Linked DNA regions of Mus musculus: region 2 is linked to region 1. The links are chromatin contacts, called in public HiChIP or PLAC-seq maps. All regions are on one chromosome and are shown on one strand. The core of a region is the stretch at or near the end of the contact, and the rest is flanking DNA. Distances in the headings are between cores, read along the strand shown. Region 1 holds the start of Arid5b (AT rich interactive domain 5B (MRF1-like)). Region 2 has its middle 7.3 kb from the start of Gm40683.

Region 1 (5,022 bases), core at 1,451-3,950:
CGCAGCCTAGTGTAGTGCCTACCTTCAAGAGACATAGAAGAAGGGTTCTAATTAGGTGAAGTCATTTACAGACACTTAAAGACTACCCAAGTTGCTCAAATGCTGTGGAAAGCTGTGTGTTTTTTAAGAGAGGTTTAATACACAATCCAGGGATGCCCTCAGGCACTGTGTCGAGGTTTCCTGCATAAATGCAGCCGCCTTGGTCAGGCAGGAAACTGACTCATAGATGATCTCAAAGAAAAATCTTGTCAAAATACAGCAACTCAAGTTTTTTTAATATATCATCTTTTGAATTGAATGTATATATTTACACTAACAGGACAGAGGCTACCAGAAGCCCGAGGCAGCTCATGAATATTTTTTTTAAATATGTAAAATGCCCTTCAGTCAAATCCATTCATATGTTAAAAATGAACAAAATGGGTTATTCTAATCAAACGTCTGCAGCGTGCACCATAAAGTTAAAAAGAGAGGGCGAAAGGGCTGTAATTTCTCTCTCTAACCCATGTTTATGAAATGGTAAGATCAGATGAAATTTCAAGGAAGATAATTAAGGAGTGATGTGCAGGTCATAATTTGGCTAATGCAAAAGATGGAAGACTGTAAATTGGTACACTGTCCTCCCCCACGGTGCAGAGTTGGAATATTACTTTAAATTATTAAAATAGCTTTTCGACAGCTTCCAGAATACGGGCTTTTTGGCATGGGCTTTTATTACTTATTGTAATTGGAGGATCTGCCATTTTCTTTCGTTTATCTCTGTGTATATAGAAACAAGATACATCTTGCCTTTTTTATGACTTCTCCATGTTCTGAATCAAAAAAATGTGTTTTAGATAATGTTAAGCGCCCTAATTCTTACTGCAGCGGAGGCAGACGTTATGGAAAAAAAGCGTCAAAACACACACAGAGGGTCCTTCCACCGCCAGATCACCGAAGATGAGGCGTTTGTGCTCTGCTGGGTGTATTAACTTCAGCCATGTGAATATAATTTTCATTAAAGTAATCCTGTCTCAACTCGATGCTGCGGGTAGAGGTGAAACGTTGCGAAAGCGTTAAAAATAGCTTGCTAGTAATTTCAACATCCTGTAATTTTATCGCGGATCGAGTTTCAACTGTCGTACTATACAAACCTTATCCCCCATATAGTACATGTTTACTTTTTTAGCCTGCCAGACCCACTCTGGAAAGATTGGTGCCAATATAATAAAATCGCTGGGGGGTTGGGGAGGGGTGCTGGAAAGAGTGGGAGGAGAGCCGGGAAGGGGTGGAGGAAGCGAGTACACCATTTTACATCAATGCTGCGAAAATGCAAGCGAGCCAGGCGGAGGACCGGCAGCTGGGTCGCAGCGAGCGAGGGTTTTGCAGTCCCTGCCTGTTCCTTGTTCTGTGGCTCTTAAGTTTCTCTGTTTGCATAATAGCCGTGCATGCAAACCGCGCAATGCTCCAGGGCTCCAGAACAATAAATATACACATTTAAAACCTTTATTGTCTTACGTTGTGTTAACCACCCCCCACCTCCGTTTCCAACAGCTTAATTTCTGATGGTATTTAACTAGTTTGCAAATGGATTATTTTTTTCAGTTTCAAACTATTACCGAGAAAGCTCCCCCTCCCTTTTGGGAGGAGGGGGGCACGGGAAGGATTGGGGGTGGGGTAGAAGTCGGTATATTATTCCTGTAGCGCCGGGTTATATAAACACATTATCATTTGAGAGAGCCCTTGGCGTCCATCAGCATTGTAAACACGTACGAGTGTATATACTTCAAAATTAAAGAATGCACACGCAGAACCCAGAGCCCGAATTCATATTCCGAGCAGACTCGCGGCTCGCATGTATTGATTTATCATGCATGGTTTATTGTTCCTCTCCCTAAATGTAGTTGCTGTCCGTTCAATATTGTTGCAAAATCACGAGACGTGTGTGTACTGCTCACTTGTCTTTCTGCTCTTCTTCTTCCTTTTTTTCCCCCCTGCTGAGTATTTTTTTTTTGCGAAGCGAACAAATGCATTAATATTTATATGTTTATATAATCGATAACCCACTTTTCCCTTCCGTGTAAATAGGCATCAGAAGATAATTTAACAGATTAGTTCTCTCAAACATGGCAGTGAGGAAACGTAATTTAACTATCAAACAAATCTACATGTCTAATAACAGCAAATCTGCTAAGGAGCATTAGAAAGAGGAGCGGCGCCCCGGAATCTCTGCAGGAAATGTTCTTTATATTAGACATATACAAGCAGGTCCTGTCAGATGCACAACGCAGCTCGAGAGACTTGGTCTGCTCCAAAAATCTCAACCGACGTTACCCACAGACACGAGGAACTGAGAAGAGAAAGATACCCTCATTACTTGGTTTTAGGATGGGTTTCAATTTTTTTTTACATCTTCCTGTCTGCTTTTTGCCTTGATCCATTCTCTTCCCGCCGAGGTCGGACTTAGCCCTTCTCCCTATTTCGAATTTGATCAACCCATCTTTGGCAGCAAACCCACATCTTTTTTACAGGAGATGAAAATTGAGTCTTCGAGGAAATATTAGGATATATTTTCAATCATTTTGGTGCTGAGGGGGAGGCTAGAGCTTAGTTTTATATTGAGACATCACGCCGGCTGCAAGCAGAGAATGCTTTCCCCTGCCAGGACCTGATGCAATCCATTCAAGCCAACAAGTTTGGAGAGAATGTTGAGTTCAATCAATTCAGAACGTCGAGATGGAGCCCAACTCACTCCAGGTATTTCGCTCTCCTCCGCTCCTGCGGTCCCGGCGCCCCCCGGCACCCCCCAGCCCCCCAGCTCACCCACCCCCTCACACCCCCTCACACCCCCCACAAACTTTTTACCAAACTTTTACCCTCTGCATCCCCCCAAAATCATTTTTATTGTTTTTTTTAAAAATCCCTGCGCTGATCATACCTACATAATGTAATTTTATCGCCTCATATGGGGAACTGGGGAGGGGTGGTGGGGACCCGGAGGGCTTTTTTTTTCTTTTCTTTTCTTTCTTTCTTTCTTTTCTTTTCTTTTTCTTTCTTTCTTTTTTTTTTTTTAAGGGAGGCAGAAAATTAGTGGGTTTTGTAATATTTTTTCACCCAGCGTTCTATCTGTGGGCCGGTCTGTATTGAGAGTCTTGTGTGTTAATGTGCCTGGGAATAGATATTTGTGCTTGATGGCTACATTATTTACGTGGTGCTTTTTTTTTTCTCTCTCTCTCTCTCCCTCTCTCTCCCCCTCCTGCAGTGGGTCGGCTCACCGTGTGGCTTGCACGGACCTTATATTTTTTATAAGGCTTTTCAATTCCACCTTGAAGGCAAACCAAGAATCTTGTCCCTTGGCGACTTTTTCTTTGTAAGATGTACGCCAAAGGATCCGATTTGCATAGCGGAGCTCCAGCTGTTGTGGGAAGAAAGGACCAGCCGGCAACTTTTATCCAGCTCGAAACTTTATTTCCTCCCCGAAGACACTCCCCAGGGCAGAAATAGCGACCATGGCGAGGTGGTAAACCTATCTCTCCCTCTCTTCCTTCTTTATTATCTACCCCCCCCCTCCAGTAATGCGTATTATAAGGCAAGCTTGAAAATACTGTATTCAGTTCTGCGGTGAGCAGGATCCGCTCGTTTTTTAAAGGGGTAGCGCCACTAACTGGGGCTGGAGTATTTTACCATTGTCAGAGTTTGGCTGTCAGCTTTACAAAGACCGTCCAACTGCTGATTTTAGTCAAGATCAAATAACTTGTCAAGAAGGGTTTTGTTCCAGGGTGTGTGTGTGTGTGTGTGTGTGTGTGTGTGTGTGTGTGTGTGTGTTCGTTTAGCTACCTCTTCTTGAAGATTAATATCTCATGCTTTAATATACATATTTTAATGTACATATTTTTTGCTTTTTAATTTTTTTAATTTTTTTACTTCATGCCTGGCTCCTGGGCTGGGTAGCTTTCTTTTAGTGGGTTTTGATATTGTTCACGTTTTTTTTTTTTCTTTTAAGTATTTGATATGTTTAAGAGGGCGGAAATTACGAAACGGAGGCAGAATGAGATCAAAAGCAATTGAGTTGGCAAAGGCGTGTTGACTGAAGTGATAAATGACAGGTACTGGGATAATACATTCAAATAACTTGCGCATCTGCCCGGGCGGATTTCAAAGCGGTCGTGTAACCGGCACAAACACGTTCGGCATTAAGAACTATCTCGCGCCCACTCCCCCTCCTCCCGGAGCCATTTGATGTTCTGGTTTCCAGTGACTCCACGCGAAGTGGACGTCTTCCAGTAGGGTGTGGGGCTGGGTGCAGGGGCCTCTGCGGTGAGGTGCGAGTCTGTGCGCGGGATGGACGCGGGGAGGACCCTGCGGCGCCGCCACCAGGCCACCTCCCTCGGGCTCTGTCACTGCGGGTGTGACCGCACCTCTATGGGCTCCCCGGGTCCGAGGGCCGAGCTTGGTGGAGTGATCGTTACCCCCCTACACACACACACTCACACACACACACACACACACACACACACACACACACACACACACACACACACGGGAACTATTTTGGGGAGTCTGCGCCCAGGGCGCGGTGGGAGGGAGGGCGCACGGCCCCCTGGCCAGGCTTTGTGTCTCCCGAGACAGAGCAGGGTGATCAGACTGAGACTTTTGAGGGCAGCTAGCTCGGCGCCAGGCTCGCGAGCTTTCGAGGTAGGTCTGTTGTTAAATGAATGGTTCGGTGCTGAACTCCTCCGGGGCCCTGGAGCTGCCAGCCCAGGCAGAAATTCCTGGAGCTGATGGAGTTGATTGCACTTTTGGCCTTGCTAGCTCACTCCCTCTCCCCCGGATCGAATTACCCCTCAGTGGTCCGCGGCTGGTTAATTAAGGGAGTTCGTCAGAACCTCGGCCCAGGAATCTGCCTTTTCGGAAATAAGCTCCGCCCTCCTCCCGGCACACACCCCTCCCCCGCCCTCCCCGAAAAGCCTAGGGTGTAAGCATTCGGCTTTCCGGGCTCCGCCTGCAGCCTGACTAAGGTGGTGTGTGGATGCAGAGTGGGAC
Region 2 (5,025 bases), core at 2,522-5,021, 99 kb before region 1:
ACATAAGATGAAAACTGTCAGATGTCTTAGTCAGGAGCCCCTATACCTTTAGCAGAAGATCTAATGCTGAATTCCAACGTGCAATGACAACACATCCTTTCGACGCTAAACTATCTGAAAGAGGCGTAATACTCCCTGTGTCTCCATAAAATGATAAACTTTTTTTGAAAGATTAATTGCTCCAAGAGTGGCGTTTGTGGGCTCCATCAACCTGCAGGTTTTACAGACGATGGAAGCCCACCTGGGTTATTTTAGACCCCAGTGAACCAAAAGTAAGGTTGACAATACTTCACAAAGCAGGCTGCTCAACTGTTGTCCCAAGCCCAGTCCGCCCCAGTTTCATGTCTTCCTACACACTGTGTGGCTGCCCTTAAGAAGCAGAAGCCTGTATCAAAGTAACTCCCAATCAGCATGCTTCCATGTAGCTTGGCATCCAAGGAAGGAAGCCTGGGTGTGTTACCAGCTGTCTCATTAGCTGTGTGACCTCGGGCAGGCCATGTCCCCTCCCTAAGGTTCGGTGGGATGAGCTGGATCTGATATTGTGAATGCACAGCTTGCTCCTACTTGTTTACACCCCTCATGGAAGGCCTGTCACTGCTGATCCAAGGAGGTATTTCTTTTCTGCTGAACCTAGATAAGCCATCTTTCTCAGCAAATGGCTTCAGGAAATCACTTCTAATTAATCAACTCCAATGCTCAGCTCGAGGACTACAGACCACCTCTGAGCTCAAGGTTCCCTTCTTGAATCCACATGCTCAGAGACACAAACAGAGATAGCCGAGAGCCAAGACAGCCCCAGGGACTCGAGTATGGCGCTATCCTAGGATCACACAGAATTGGAGGGCCGTGAGAACACTCAGGTGGCCGGGAGAATTTCCAGACCATGCTGTTGTGTTCTTCAGTGTCCTTCATCCTCTCTCTTCTAGGTATGTTGTGCCCAGAAGCCCCACTCATAGCTTAAGTTCCAGCCACAACCCCCTGGAAACTGATCCACTAAAGAACCTCTAAGCTGAGGTAACCTCAAAACATGTCAATCAACAGACGAACATGTCAATCACAGATGCAACTGTCACAGAAAAGGCCAGCTTTAAAACAGGACATCTTGTAGGCTCATGCCTTCACTCCCGATTAATAAGTATATTGTTTTATAAGAATTAATTTCACAAGGACCACAAATGCTCCTCATCCCCAAATTCTTCCGTTCCCCAAAATCACGGGAGCAAGAAGGCTGATGATCAATCATGCGTAAGAGCATCCATCTTCCCCAGCTCAAAGCTCTCATCTTCTTCTCTTCAGGTACCACCTCCCTTTTGCCCTGGCTTTAAGTACCCCATTCTGTATAATGAGGGTTTTACAGGACATATTCTTGTGGTTCCTAAAAGAATCGAAAGTCCTCATTAGGGTCTATCTATTAAAGCCCTTCAACCCTTCAACTGTTTTGAAACTCTAGTCTTTGTTTCCTGCTTGGTTGGTCACACTAGCAGATACAATGTATCCATCAGTAAGTCCAACCGCTGTCAGAAATGGTAACTCAATTCTCCATATTGCCAACACAAAGCTTGATTGCTCCTAACCCAGATACAAGAATGCATTAAACTCTGCTCCTATGTTCAGATTACAATGGGAGAAGTCTTTATTTATTCCTTGGGGTTTGTTATTTCTTGCTGTTGCTTTCCATTTTGGGTTTTTTTTTTTTGTTTTTTCATTTGTTTGTTTGTTTTGGTTTTTTTTTTTTTGGTTTTGTTGTTGCTTTCCATTTTGGTTTTTTGCTTTGTTTTGTTTTTCATTTGTTTGTTTGTTTGGGGTTTTTTTTTTGTTTGTTTTTTTTTTTGGTTTGGGTTTTGGTTTGCTGATGGCTGCCAATTGCCAGGACCCCATGTCCTAAAACTTAATTCAGCATTAATATATCATTAGGTGAAAACACGTGACAGAATCCATTCCTCTGTTCCCTATTTCCCCCTCATTATAAAATAACTAAAAAAGTATTTAGGGCAAAACCAAACACAACACATTATATATGTGTACATATACATACGTGTGTGTGTGTATCATATGTCTGTATAATATTGTATAGGTATATAAATACATATGCACATCATACAGTTACTACGTTTGAATTAATCAGTTTTTATCAGGACCCTGAGCACAACAGACCTAATAAGAAGGAGACCTAAGCTACTGAACCCTCATGGCCTCTATTACTGACCTGTTGAAAGGTCTTTCTGCTTCACAATACTTTCCTTTGCTGGATGTGGTATGAGGCAGAGGGACAGTAGACAGACTTCTTTGGACTTAAAGCAAAGTCGCTCAGAGTTCTGTCAGGTGACTCTTTTACGCTCACACAGTACCTTTGAGTTCCTTTTGTGCGGTAGACACGATCCTGAGTAAGTGTCAGAATGTGGAGGGGAGAGAAGGGGAAAGCTGGCTTTAGAAGACCCTGTTTAAAATCTCACCCTTCGGGACTGGAGAGATGGCTCAGCTGTTAAGAGCACCGACTGCTCTTCCGATGGTCCTGAGTTCAAGTCCCACCAACCACATGGTGGCTCACAACCATCCGTAATGAGGTCTGACTCCCTCTTCTGGTGTGTCTGAAGACAGATACAGTGTAGATATAATAATAAATAAATCTTTAAAATAAAAAATAAAAGGAAAAAAGAAATCTCAGCCCTCAGGAAGGCAAAGTAAGGCAAGAGGATGACAAATTCAAGGCAATCTGGACATTTTGAGGAGACTATTTCAATAAATAAATAATAAACAATCAATACAAATAAGAAAGAGAGCTGAAGGTAGAGTAAATTAATTTTCTATTAGTCAGGAAGCCTTATGTTGAACCCCCAGTATGAGAGTGGGAGGAAATGATGGATGGATGAAGGAGAGAGACAGACAGAGAGAGAGAGAGAGAGAGAGAGAGAGAGAGAGAGAGAGAACACCTTTTGGGAGGAAGAATGGTATGGAAAAAATGAGAGTAAAATTCAAATGTTTAGATAGTGTTGGATGCTAGGTGGGAAGGGCTATATTGTGGCATGAACAGAATGGGGGGTGTAGTTAAGGTTGGAAAGGGCAACCTCACAGAGGATCTGGGGAAAAAAACACATCCTAGAAAGACCAATGAGCACAGACTTAAAAAAGGGTGGAGCTGATTAAGTCATGGGGGGACGTAGCTGGAAAGGAGGCAAGAGAACTGGACCGGAAGAGTGTGGGAGGCAGGTCACACATCATCCGAACAGCTGACATCTGAACTGTAAGTTTGACTATGAGCAGCAGCCATCTGGAGAAGAGAAAAACAGCAATGTGTGATTTCAGTCTACCCGATGATCATTCACTCAAATCCACTAGGAGCGCTATAAACAAAACCATCAGCTTATAGCATGGATGGAGACAAATTAGACCTCTAGGTCCTGCTGGTGGGACTGTAAAGTGCCACCATCATGTTGGGAAATGTCTGTTGGTTCCGCAGAAAGTTAAACATAGAGTTGCTGAATGACTCATTGATTCTACCCCTTTGCTCTATACCCAATGGGAAGTGAAAACACATATCTGGGCAAAAACCTATTAGCAGACACTCATAAACAGATTCTTCGTATTTGACCCCAAAACGGAAACAACTCAAATGTCCATTAACTGATGGGCCTAAAGTAATATATCCATACTGGTAAAATAGTATTGTATGATTTGAAATTGTGGAATACCCATGTCAGCTGTTGTCAGAGAGAGCCTTCAAAAACATGATGCTCAATTAAGGAAGTCAGGGACAGAGGAAAAAATAAACTGTGATTCTGCCATGTTGAGTGTCCAAGACATGTCAGTCTACAGACACAGGAAGCACCTTTAGAATTGTGTGGGAGCAAGAAGTAAGGGAATATTTGGAAGTAACAAGTCAGCAATCACTGATATAGGATCCCTATGTAAATGGAAGGGGAACCAGGGTTCTAAACTGTAGTATAATGGCAGTTGTACAGTTTGGTAAATATATTTAAAATGGTACAACCATTCGCTTAAAATGAGTAGACTATATAGCATGTAAATAAAGCTATTTTTTTAAAATCAGTCTATCATCACATTGGTAAGACTCCGTCAAGGATGGAATCATGGGAACCAATTATGAGGCTGTTGAACAGGTGTGAGGCCATGGTAGTTTGGGCCAAAGCATGAGTCACGCCAGTGGGAGCAGCTCTTGCTTTTTATAGACTTTTTGAAGAGTGAGTCAGTATCCTTCCCTTCTGGGAGATGACATAAGATACCAGGAGTGATGTGTTGGATCTGATCCATTGGGAGGTGGTCTTCTCACATACTGGGAAGATGACCTAGCTTGAAGACCAAGAAAACGCTAGGAAGAAGCGAGACGCGACCCATAGTTGAGTTGGGCTGCATTGAACATGAGGATTGATGGATGTTCGTGGACATGGAGCTGTCAAGTAGATGCCTATCTACTGTCAGAGGAGAGAAGAAAACTGAAAACTAAGTATGATGATGATCGCCACTTAGAAACTAGGAATTCTGCAGGGGGGCGGGCATAAGAGGAGAATCCTGGGGACTCACTGGGTGTTTGAAGGGCTCATCTGTCAACCACTCTTGGAATTACTTGGTAGCTGGAAGCAAGAGGATCAGAAATTCAAGGTTATCCTCAATTGGGTTTGGGTCCAGCCTGGGCTATATGAGATCCTATCTAAGAAAAGAAAAGTAAAGAGGAAAGAGGAAGTGGGGAGTTGAGTCTTAGAAAAAAGATTTAGGGAAAACATTCCAAAGGAATGGAGAGATGTCTGTTGAAATAGGAGGTAACCAGTACTACAGGCATCTCTTCCTAGAGGCACAATGGGGGAAAAACGGAGAGGCTATTTAAAGGACAATAAGCATATTAGCACCAACCTACAAAAGGCTTGTGATGATCCTGCAGGCTTACTTTTAGGCTCACTGTAGGGTTTATCTTGGTGAAGCATGGAAGGCATGAGACTGCTTGATGTTTCTTCAAGAGGGGGTGAAAGGAAAGAAGCTGAGGGGAAATAGAAGCATTTGGTTTATAGCTTC

What was found. HiChIP or PLAC-seq counts read pairs in DNA pulled down with a chosen protein or histone mark.
Region 2: a contact with region 1 is called in an H3K4me3 HiChIP or PLAC-seq map of bone marrow-derived macrophages, with 4 times the contacts expected there. The contact joins the enhancer-like site here to the promoter of Arid5b in region 1. A contact is called at or near these places in 2 of 39 promoter capture datasets (the HPC-7 cell line and pre-B cells) and 5 of 115 datasets of contacts at active chromatin or transcription factors (bone marrow-derived macrophages, embryonic stem cells, microglia and 1 more).

The regions. Positions count from the first base shown.
Region 1 is chr10:68,276,404-68,281,425 of GRCm38.p6, reverse strand. Arid5b (AT rich interactive domain 5B (MRF1-like)) reads left to right here and starts at 2,700. Exons shown (of 10, transcript NM_023598.2): 1 at 2,700-2,736; 2 at 3,242-3,496. The coding sequence starts at 2,716.
Region 2 is chr10:68,376,782-68,381,806 of GRCm38.p6, reverse strand. No RefSeq gene overlaps it. Among named protein-coding and RNA genes, the nearest start is that of Gm40683, 7.3 kb to the left of the region's middle. Within about 2 kb of position 3,771, at least 20 of the 459 cell types and tissues checked have an H3K27ac peak or open chromatin away from gene starts, as enhancers often do. A contact at or near this core is called in bone marrow-derived macrophages and microglia, where this site is marked.